2 separate regions of the Rattus norvegicus genome follow, and region 2 is linked to region 1. Evidence: chromatin contacts called from public Hi-C data. All regions are on one chromosome and are shown on one strand. The core of a region is the stretch at or near the end of the contact, and the rest is flanking DNA. Distances in the headings are between cores, read along the strand shown.

What was found. Hi-C and Micro-C count contacts between places; a contact is called where the count stands out from the background.
Region 2: a contact with region 1 is called in a Hi-C map of liver, with 1.9 times the contacts expected there. The contact joins the enhancer-like site here to the promoter of Sh3bgrl1 in region 1. A contact is called at or near these places in 2 of 12 Hi-C or Micro-C datasets (Schwann cells and liver).

What each region holds. Positions count from the first base shown.
Region 1 is chrX:78,241,318-78,247,741 of GRCr8, reverse strand. It overlaps Sh3bgrl1 (SH3 domain binding glutamate rich protein like 1), which reads right to left and starts at 5,038. Exons shown (of 4, transcript NM_001173339.1): 1 at 4,871-5,038. The coding sequence starts at 4,915.
Region 2 is chrX:78,296,920-78,302,894 of GRCr8, reverse strand. The region is part of intron 1 of Sh3bgrl1 (SH3 domain binding glutamate rich protein like 1); the gene reads right to left. Among named protein-coding and RNA genes, the nearest start is that of Sh3bgrl1, 57 kb to the right of the region's middle. Within about 2 kb of position 4,029, at least 6 of the 93 cell types and tissues checked have an H3K27ac peak or open chromatin away from gene starts, as enhancers often do. A contact at or near this core is called in liver, where this site is marked.

The sequences.
Region 1 (6,424 bases), core at 3,789-6,288:
AGAAGTGTTTGATCTTTAACACAGAGCATTCTGGGAGAAAAGTTGTTAAGGATATTATTTTCTTTCAACAGAATAATGAGACTTTATGTTAAAGATAAATTCACATTCTTTTCTTCTATAAGGTTATGGTGTTTACGTTTCATAATACATTCTGCTGTAGAATAGCTATTAAATTTGTAAACACTAGGGGTTGGGGATTTAGCTCAGTGGTAGAGCGCTTGCCTAGGAAGCGTAAGGCCCTGGGTTCGGTCCCCAGCTCCGAAAAAAAAAAAAAATTTGTAAACACTTTCAGGTCATGAGAGCCACTACCATTGAGATGTTTCCTGTCTATGGCCATACAACCTTGAACACACACTATCTCATGTGATCTCCAAAGCTAAGCAGAATGGGATCTGATTAGTACTTGGATAGGAAATATATTTCCTAAGCCTTTATAAGAAGGGCTAAATTATTTCAGTGGCTTTACTACTATTACAGGGAATTCAGCTTTCAAGTACTGGTTACAGAACTGAAGGTACTGATTCTTCTTCATTCAGTCTTTGCACTTGGCACTTGAAAGTTGTCATTCTCTACAGCTTGGGGTTCTGAAAAGTATGCCTATTCATTCGGTGGTTTCTGAGTTTGATCTTCTAACTAGTTTATGAATAACTTTATATAATACCATTCCAACAAAGCTTGGCAGTTATGACGTGCTCAAAAGCATGTTTCAAGCCAGGGTTCAATTTATATATGCCAGGACAGAACAGCAAAGAACTCGGTCACCTAACATAAAATTACTGAAGAACCACATGACAGAGAAAATGCCTTCCTGCTCTACATACAAATTCCAAATGATGAAAATAGTGTGACTAGGAAGTTGTGACTTGATCGAGAGTATTCAGTTCACTCCCTTGTTTGTATTACTTGTGAGTGAGTACTATCATGGAATCCACCGTAAAACTAGCTTTGTTTTTAGTAGTTATAAGAGAAATAAAAAACGAAAGAGAAATCATTGCATATACTACCCCGTAAATGCAGAGAAACCTCCTATACACTATACCCTACAAGATTCTTCACTAATGCCCACAAAATACATGCATAGAGGACATAAAATGGATCAATATGGATCTGCAAAAAAGAAGACAGGCAAAATTCTCCTAATCCAACTAAAACTTTCCCAATCTTTCATCAGTCTAATAATTTCAATGAAAGGTTGATGCTGGTTTTTTGTTTATTAAAAATTACTGCAATTTGTTAAGTTATGTAGATATTGTGTTTAATACACCATTTTCTTCTAAATACAAATTTACAAGGCGTTGCTTTCTAAATCGAGACACACACTACTACATAACATCACATCAATAGTGGGCACAAACAAGTCTAAACAGACAAGGCAATAGAAAGTCATATGTGGTGGCACAAATCTATAGCAGTTCCGACATTTGGAAGGCACTAGGAGGGTCACTGAGTTTGAGTCTAACTTAGGCGATGAGTTCTTGTCTCAAAAAATTAGGAACAAATGTTAAGTTGGACTACAATGTGGTAAGAAATAAAATAGGAACACAGAGAATTCACTCTCTGTGAACAATTGGAAACTGAATCCTTGCTAGATGGTTCCCACCAAGAGAAACATTAAAACCTCAATTACCATAGCTTCGCCTAAAATTTTTCAGTGTTGCCTTTCCTAAGCGTCTCTACCCTCCTATTCTTGAGTGAATAAGCCACATAAGCCACTTACTTAGATTCATTTATAGACACAGCATCCCTCCTACATGCTAGCTCCCCATTTTGCTATTCCCACTTATGGGCATGCCCAGTCAATTCTTTTAAACCTGCAGGACTTACTCATTCTCTAAACATCTAAGGTCATGTTCCCATTTACGTCTTCATGCCTGCTGGCTGTTCTGCATCACTGTCATGTACTTTTTTTTATGGCTATGCACGTTTGAACTCAAGCAGCTTTCCCTGCACTAAAACTCTGGCACTTCGGTGCAGTGCTACACTGGGGAAGTTGCTTAACCTCTCTATATCTGCATCTCCTTTTCTGAAAGAAACATAGTCATGGCTTCACTGTGAATTAAATGTAAGACAGTACCTGAGACAACTTAAGCATTTCTATCTGCTATTCTCACAGGAGTTACTTATCAAGAATCCACTGCAGGTAGATGGCAGTGGCATACCTTGAATCCCAGCACTTAGGAGGCAGAGGCAGGTGGATCTCTGAGTTCAAGGCCAGCCAGGTCTACAGTGAATTCTATGACAATCATGGATACATAGAGAAACCCTGTCTTGAGAAAAACGAAAATAGAATCCACTGGAAAGTCTAATCCATTAGATTGTATATCTAACCTGGAGAAACAAGCACTATTCCTATGTATTAGGGCAGAAATGAGAACACATTTTAAAAGTTTTTTTTTTTTTAAATCAGACTGAGAAACTGAAAAATATAAGGAGTCTTGGGCTGTAAATATAATATTGCTTATTGTTGCTGTTCTAGATCAGTTATAGAACAACTAACCACCTAAAATTCTGATTTTTGTAATAGTCAGGAAAACAGAGCTCAATACACAAGAACACTTATTGCTCTTGCAAAAAACCTGGGTTCAGTCCCCAGCATCTTCATGGTGGCTCATAACCATCTGTAACTCTAGCTCCACAGACCGACACAACACCCTCTTGTGGTCTCCATGGGCATTGGGAATTCACATAGCATGCATCTGCAGGCAAACCATTCAATACATACATATTATCAAGTCAAAGTCAAACACTTAAAACACTCATTAGACACATAATAACTTACACGTATGTATCTTTCAATTTTTTTAGATTCCAAGAGAACACTTGCCCCAAAATTTCTAAATCGTTTGTTAAAAGGATAATGCTTTTTTGCTATCTTTTTTTTTTTTTTTTGGTTCTTTTTTTTCGGAGCTGGGGACCGAACCCAGGGCCTTGAGCTTCCTAGGTAAGCGCTCTACCACTGAGCTAAATCCCCAGCCCCCTTTTTTGCTATCTTAAAGGGAAATTTCAGTACTGCAAAATGAAATTTCCTTTCTCAAGTAAATAGCCACTACTCCATTCATATAAAGGAGTTCTCCTTAAAGATATTCGTCGTACTATTTTAGGCTTGTTTTTTAAAAATTGCAAGAGCATAATAAAAATCATTCATTTTGATATTTTCATTAAAAATGTAATTAGTATAACAGTGGACAAACCCTTAATTATCCATGAAGAAACAGTAGAAACAAAGGACAAACACCATAAATATCTGTCATTTGAATAATCTAATAAAACTCTTAATCCCTTCTGGGGGATTTAGAAATTTTATGTCTTAACAAAGAGGGGTGTGTGTGACTCTATTACTTGATGAAATTCTTAAAGCAGTTTCTCCTTCAGTTTACTTCTAGAAGAGAAAGAAAAGAGAAAGAAAGCAAAGAACAAATACCAGTATTGAAACTGCATGCCCTCAGGAAACAAAACAAACAAAAACAACAACAAAAACCTAAGTGATTGAGAGGTTCAATCTAATAAGGATTAACCAATAGTATTAAGCTAGTTTTTGAAAATGCAGTTGTTTTAATAGATTGATATTCAGTAACCCATGCTTTAATTTGAAATATCAGAATGTTAGGTGTGGAAGACAAGATGCTTCTAAAGTGAAGTCCAAAGGAAATAATATTTTTTTCAAACAAAACATTCAAATAACTTTAAGAGTAGGTTTTCTTATATTTTGAAACAGTCTAAACACACCCACACATGTTGGCAAAAGACAAAGTTCAAGGTTCAAGGTTCTGGTGATTTCCTATAGTCTACAGTTCTATTCCAAATCCTACTAAATGTAAATAGGAGCAACCCAACAACCCAGGACTTCTGGCACTCTAAAGCTAGAGGAGTTTTCCACACTCCAATTCCTGAGCCCACACATCTGTTCCTGCCACTGCTGGCCTTTATTTTTCCTTCTGGAGTTGCTGGAACAGAGGCTCTTTCAGTTAACAGGAATACGCATTCAGCTTTCCCAGTTTACCCAATGCTCCTCAGAGCTGCTAAAAACTGGTATTCTAAGTTAACAATTGGCAAACGAGTCAAGGAAGAAAACCCAGTCCTCCAAGAGGCAGCAACTCAGCTGCCACAAGTTCTTTCCCCAGTTTTTAACAGTCTTGAAGGAGTGGGTTTTAGAAGCAAAATCTTTCAAAGAAAAAGAAAAACTCAAAGTAAGTGCCATGTGAGTAAGGGAGTGGGCATATCTCATACTACATTAAATTAAAAGGAAAAAAAAAACCGCCCTCACACTCCAAGAAGAAAAAGAAGGAGGAGAAGGAGGAGAAATAGGAGGAGGAAGGGGTAAAAAGACATTTGTATCATTGTCCCTGACTTTCTCCTGTTTTTTTTTTAATTATATACCCCACCTGCACGCTCTCAAAATAATTCCATTCCAGTGGTTTCACAATAATTCCAGTAGTTCAGCACCTCAGGAGTCTTCCCCTCCCTTCCCATCAGTACCCTCATCCTTTACAGAAATGCACTACTTCCCCTGAACTCGGTACTTAGAGCATTTGTTAAATGTCTCACTCTAAAAAGCCTGAAAGCCACTTGTTTTTTATTTTATCTGACTTCACCTAACTGTGAAGTACCTATACCAGTTACCTTCTAAACTTGGTAGTTTTCTTTCTCCTTTAGAAACGAAATGTGGCACTAACGTCTCAAGGCAAACAAAAGCTAAAAAATGAAATCGACGCAACAAAGGAAGAAAGGAAAGAGGGGGGGGGGTATTGTGGGCGATGCTTGCGTCTTCTAAGGAGAAGCTTCCAGTGTAACTTCTGCAATTTAACGGTTCTGGGGCAGAGGAGGACTAGTGTGTTGAAAAACAACAAAGGTGGACTCCCACTCTCCTTACCGCCGTAGAGCCAGAAGAAGATGCAATATATACATGGATCACCATCCTGGAAACAAGGGCTTCTGGTCGGTCACCGGAGTCTTGAAAAGGGCTGGGAAACAGCTGCAGCAACGGCTGGAACCGAGCTACCGAGCTACCGGCCAAACAGAGGTTGGACCGGGAGGGTGGGGGAAGGTGGAAAGAACTGGCCAGAGCCCCGCCTCCACCAGCGGCTGCTTTCAATGAGCTTCCAGCACTGCAGTCCCAGCCCCAAACCCCGGAAGGCTCGGGCTCATTTACATCATTTCTAAATTGTTTTTTTAAAACACAGGATCTCGAACAGCACCGCGAGATCTGTTGAAACAATTCTTTTTGACTATTCCCTTTCCGGGAAGGGGGCAAGGGAGAAATAAAAGAAGGGGTAAAAAAAAAAAAATCACTCCATCAGAATAAAGGATCCTTTCCCATGAACACCAGAAGTTTTGCGTGTTACTTCCTGCTCAGAAATGTATGCAAATAAGATAGCCGAAAGCTAGCTTTGTATTGAGTCCAGACACTAGTTTAAATTTCTTTAAACCCACGTTATCAAAGTCTTGTATATTTTAAGTCGCTAATAATGAATTGAGTGATTTTTTTTAACCTTAGTTGGCAGCAGGAATTGAGTGCTGAAAAGCTGCGAGAGGAGGAGGGCTGGAGAGAAGTTTCAAGTTTCCCCAAACTGGCAAGGATAGAATAGGTTTTCTTTTTGTTCAGAGTTCTGTTAAAATATGGAACAATCCTTTAGTGAGAACTTGCACGAGATCTAAGCAACAACTCTAGAATGAAGGAGGAAATTGTAAAGAAAAAAAACCTAGTCCACAACCCTAGAATGAGAGAGGAAATTGCAGAGAAAAAAAATCAACAACTCCAAAATGAAGGGAGAAATTGCAGAGAAAAAAAAATCATCTGAAAATACCTTGGAAGTACTTTTTGCCCTTGGTGTTTCATACCTGTCATCTCTGCACTTGGAATAATAAGACATAATTGCCAGGGATTAAAGTTAGACTATGCTACAGGGTGAGACTATTGAAAACTAAAACCAACCAAATAAGAATAGACTTTCTAGAAATTATCAAGTACAGTAAACTAGAGTAATCTAACCACCATCTTTATTACCAACATCATGGCTACTGCTAATTTTACTTGCCAATTCTCATAACAAGAAAAATCTTTATAATCATAAATCAAAATCACGATCATGATTTTGAAAAATCTATATAGTTCCTTTTACGCTATCACTGTACAGCTTGTTTTAGAGTTCTACATTAACCGTTTGGACTTATAGATTCTTAAAATAATGGAAGAAACAGGAAGAACAAAATATTTCTAATTAGTCTACAAACTATTGAATGCAATCAACTATTCCCAGAAAACTCAATAGTAGCATTAGCATAGAATCTGATGGGCTTTATCTATACCTTACAGAAATGAGGCTGGACATGCAATTCCCTTATAGATCACACTAAGACCCAAGTTGGAGTTATCATAGAATGGTCATTCTAGAATGGCCATTTCTGCTTAAATTTCCTATAGAGA
Region 2 (5,975 bases), core at 2,780-5,279, 56 kb before region 1:
TATGGAAATCAGTCTGGAGGTTCCTCAGAAAATTGGACATTGAACTGCCTGAGGATCCAACTATACCTCTCTTGGGCATATACCCAAAAGATGCCTCAACATATAAAAGAGACACGTGCTCCACTATGTTAACAAAATCAGAAATGAAAAGGGAGACATAACTACAGATTCAGAGGAAATTGAAAAAAATCATCAGATCTTACTATAAAAACCTATATTCAACAAAACTTGAAAATCTTCAGGAAATGGACAATTTCCTAGACAGATACCAGGTATCGAAGTTAAATCAGGAACAGATAAACCAGTTAAACAACCCCATAACTCCTAAGGAAATAGAAGCAGTCATTAAAGGTCTCCCAACCAAAAAGAGCCCAGGTCCAGACGGGTTTAGTGCAGAATTCTATCAAACCTTCATAGAAGACCTCATATCAATATTATCCAAACTATTCCACAAAATTGAAACAGACAGAGCCCTACCGAATTCCTTCTACGAAGCCACAATTACTCTTATACCTAAACCACACAACGACCCAACAAAGAAAGAGAACTTCAGACCAATTTCCCTTATGAATATCGACGCAAAAATACTCAATATAATTCTGGCAAACCGAATTCAAGAGCACATTAAAACAATCATCCACCATGATCAAGTAGGCTTCATCCCAGGCATGCAGGGATGGTTTAATATACGGAAAACCATCAACGTGAGCCATTATATAAACAAACTGAAAGAACAGAACCACATGATCATTTCATTAGATGCTGAGAAAGCATTTGACAAAATTCAACACCCCTTCATGATAAAAGTCCTGGAAAGAATAGGAATTCAAGGCCCATACCTAAACATAGTAAAAGCCATATACAGCAAACCAGTTGCTAACATTAAACTAAATGGAGAGAAACTTGAAGCAATCCCACTAAAATCAGGGACTAGACAAGGCTGCCCACTCTCTCCCTACTTATTCAATATAGTTCTTGAAGTTCTAGCCAGAGCAATCAGACAACAAAAGGAGGTCAAGGGGATACAGATCGGAAAAGAAGAGGTCAAAATATCACTATTTGCAGATGATATGATAGTATATTTAAGTGATCCCAAAAGATCCACCAGAGAACTACTAAAGCTGATAAACAACTTCAGCAAAGTGGCTGGGTATAAAATTAACTCAAATAAATCAGTTGCCTTCCTCTATACAAAAGAGAAACAAGCCGAGAAAGAAATTAGGGAAACGACACCCTTCATAATAGACCCAAATAATATAAAGTACCTCGGTGTGACTTTAACCAAGCAAGTAAAAGATCTGTACAATAAGAACTTCAAGACACTGAGGAAAGAAATTGAAGAAGACCTCAGAAGATGGAAAGATCTCCCATGCTCATGGATTGGCAGGATTAATATAGTAAAAATGGCCATTTTACCAAAAGCAATCTACAGATTCAATGCAATCCCCATCAAAATACCAATCCAATTCTTCAAAGGGTTAGACAGAACAATTTGCAAATTCATCTGGAATAACAAAAAACCCAGGATAGCTAAAGCTATCCTCAACAATAAAAGGACTTCAGGGGGAATCACTGTCCCTGAACTCAAGCAGTATTACAGAGCAATAGTGATAAAAACTGCATGGTATTGGTACAGAGACAGACAGATAGACCAATGGAATAGAATTGAAGACCCAGAAATGAACCCACACACCTATGGTCACTTGATTTTTGACAAAGGAGCCAAAACCATCCAATGGAAAAAAGATAGCATTTTCAGCAAATGGTGCTGGTTCAACTGGAGGGCAACATGTAGAAGAATGCAGATCGATCCAAGCTTATCACCCTGTACAAAGCTTAAGTCCAAGTGGATCAAGGACCTCCACATCAAACCAGACACACTCAAACTAATAGAAGAAAAACTAGGGAAGCATCTGGAACACATGGTTACTGGAAAAAATTTCCTGAACAAAACACCAATGGCTTATGCTCTAAGATCAAGAACCGACAAATGGGATCTCATAAAACTGCAAAGCTTCTGTAAGGCAAAGGACACTGTGGTTAGGACAAAACGGCAACCAACAGGTTGGGAAAAGATCTTTACCAATCCTACAACATATAGAGGCCTTATATCCAAAATATACAAAGAACTCAAGAAGTTAGACCGCAGGGAAACAAATAACCCTATTAAAAAATGGGGTTCAGAGCTAAACAAAGAATTCACAGCTGAGGAATGCCGAATGGCTGAGAAACACCTAAAGAAATGTTCAACATCTTTAGTCATAAGGGAAATGCAAATCAAAACAACCCTGAGATTTCACCTCACACCAGTGAGAATGGCTAAGATCAAAAACTCAGGTGACAGCAGATGCTGGCGAGGATGTGGAGAAAGAGGAACACTCCTCCATTGTTGGTGGGATTGTAGACTGGTACAACCATTATGGAAATCAGTCTGGAGGTTCCTCAGAAAATTGGACATTGAACTGCCTGAGGATCCAACTATACCTCTCTTGGGCATATACCCAAAAGATGCCTCAACATATAAAAGAGACACGTGCTCCACTATGTTCATCGCAGCCTTATTTATAATAGCCAGAAACTGGAAAGAACCCAGATGCCCTTCAACAGAGGAATGGATACAGAAAATGTGGTACATCTACACAATGGAAAATTACTCAGCTATCAAAAACAACGAGTTTATGAAATTCGTAGGCAAATGGTTGGAACTGGAAAATATCATCCTGAGTGAGCTAACCCAATCAGAGAAAGACATACATGGTATGCACTCATTGATAAGTGGCTCTTAGCCCAAATGCTTGAATTACCCTAGATGCCCAGAACAAACGAAACTCAAGACGGATGATCAAAATGTGAATGCTTCACTCCTTCTTTAAATGAGGAAAAAGAATACCCTTGGCAGGGAAGGGAGAGGCAAAGATTAAAACAGAGACTGAAGGAACACCCATTCAGAGCCTGCCCCACATGTGGCCCATACATATACAGCCACCCAATTAGACAAGATGGATGAAGCAAAGAAGTGCAGACCGACAGGAGCCGGATGTAGATCGCTCCTGAGAGACACAGCCAGAATACAGCAAATACAGAGGCGAATACCAGCAGCAAACCACTGAACTGAGAATAGGACCCCCGTTGAAGGAATCAGAGAAAGAACTGGAAGAGCTTGAAGGGGCTCGAGACCCCATATGTACAACAATGTCAAGCAACCAGAGCTTCCAGGGACTAAGCCACTACCTAAAGACTATACATGGACTCACCCTGGACTCTGACCCCATAGGTAGCAATGAATATCCTAGTAAGAGCACCAGTGGAAGGGGAAGCCCTGGGTCCTGCTGAGACTGAACCCCCAGTGAACTAGACTGTGGGGGGGAGGGCGGCAATGGGGGGAGGGTTGGGAGGGGAACACCCATAAGGAAGGGGAGGGGGGAGGGGGATGTTTGCCCGGAAACCGGGAAAGGGAATAACACTCGAAATGTATATAAGAAATACTCAAGTTAATTAAAAAAAAAAAAAAAAGAAGCAGGATGACCACACTGCTATAATATACCAATGGCATTACAAAACCTATCTGCAAACTGTAATCTCAGACCTGGAGATAGGAAGATAAGAATCTCAAAGATATACACAGAGTAGTGTGTGAGGACAACCCGTGCTACATGAGAACTCTGTAGACCAGGCTAGCTTCAACTCAGAGTTCCTCCTCATCTGCCTTCCAAGTACTGGGATTAAGAGCGTGCATTACCACAACCCTGGTGAGTTTACAGCATTCTGCAGCTATATGAGTCTATCTGCCATGTTCACCGAACATGCAAGGTTCCCAAATACTATTTTTGACTATATTAGCTAAAGTATTGTCCCACCATCCCTCATTGACAACTGGTGGGGTGCTGTCAACACAAAGAAAATTAAAGGACTTTACTTCAGTAGACCAGAAAATTCTCTGTTCTTATGAAAACAAACTCATTTGCTGTAGGCCAAGGGTCAAGTCTGAAGCCTGAGCTGAACAAAGTGCCCCAGATGACATTTCAGAGAACCATGAATGTACTCCCACACTTAGGCCAATAAAACGAGTTCCAAACTGTCCAGCTGAGAATAGCTGCCACATATTGCCTAATTAGTTAAACAAGACCAGACTCAAATAGTCTAACAAGTTAGTAAGCTAGTGAACTGCTACAGATAAAAAAGGGGGAAAAAGAGCTAAGACAAAGAAGTCTGGGCACTATATAATTACTGACATAGTTATATGAACGACTATCAAAAAACAGTAGCATATCAGCAATAGGTACTACTGGCAAAACTACTGAAGGGTCTGAAACTTTATCCTACTTGATATCATATAAGTCTGTCATAATTTTTAAGGTTCTACAAGAAAACGCAGAACTCTGTGAGAGAACATCGACGTGTCCTTGGACCTCTTTCCTGTTCTACAGGGGGACAAAGAGTCGACTAAGAGACATGTTATCTTTTATAATGAGCAGTGAGCAAACTTGCCCTTTGCTCTGGAGAGAATAACAGCATATTTCCTGTTTCAATGCCACTTCTCTGTATAAGAGCAAACTGAGATCAGTGGCTCTACCCACAAGATGTGTGTGAAAGGAAGGGATCAACAAAGGATATTGTTGCCAACACCTACCACTTACAATATACTTTGGCTATAAAACAGCATCTCATTCTTGTCTTGCAGGTTTTCCAAGGTAAAGCTCATCTGAGAGTCAAATGCTATATTGGGTGATGAAAGCCTATAATTCTACTGCCTACTTAAGCAAAAACCCTGTGGGAATGAATCTGTATAACAATTCAATTAAAAACTATAAATCCTAGATTCTTTCAAAATTCATGGAGCAGACTGAACTTTATATCTCTAGACACAATGCATTCAGCCAACAGTCCCTGGTGGAGAAGCACTGTTTATTTGTGAAATCAATTCTTGTGAGTGATGTTACACCTTTAACTTTTCTTACTTTCTAAACCAAATCTGTGTGTCTGCCAAAAGACAAATGTGAATCATGACCTTATTGAAAGGCTAGACAAGGTGAAAACCATTTATTCTCTCTATAAACACTTCTGTCTTAGGCATTTTGATCCTGATTCAGTGTTGAGTTGCTGAAATAAATCTAATTTCATTCGAGTTCTAAAAAACTGGTAATTATCAGAGGAAACTTTATTAAACATACAGTACACAGGGTTAGCAATGCAGCTCAGTGGTGGTGCTCTTTGCCAACCATGCTCTAGGCCCTGGGCTCATATCCCAGCACCATAAAAACTAACAATAATAAAAAGGAAAGAAAGACTGTAATACCTAGTATAAAAGCTGAACTGTTATGTAAACAAAACTTTTCCTTTTAATTTTTATTTTATCAGTAATAAGAACATGTATACCTTTGAGGGAACAAAATAGCAGGAATTAAAATATTCATTTATATTATAGTTTTTAAAAGTGCTCACTGTATTGCCATAAGTATACCCCAAATCTGTTTATGTCCCAACAAGAATCCATATCCGCAAAACAGAGAGATTGGCATGAAAAAAATAAATAAATGTGTGTGTGTTTAATAAGACAGTAAAATATATTTCATTCTCTTCACTAAAAAGTACACTAAGGAAGTGACTCGTTCTAAGGTGTCACGTGGTGATCTGATGATACTAAATTTGCTGAAATATATCTAAAGTATCATATGTATAATTAACCACAGACAGATCTGGAGTCCCTGATAACCAGCAATTTCTAAAAAGTTATGTTGCTTTGTTCCTTGGCAAATATACAATTTGCTTAAAAATGTATGGGTCTTTGAAAAGATCCATATGACAAATATTTGTTAATAATTCATCATAGAATATGACAAGCTTTTAACATCGACACTTTGGTAGCTTTGTAGAAGTAGGGCAAAGGCAACAACCTTATGGGATGAATGAAACTCCTTATAAATATTTGTATCTTGATATAAAAACATAGAAAGCATCGAAAAGACTAACTTAAG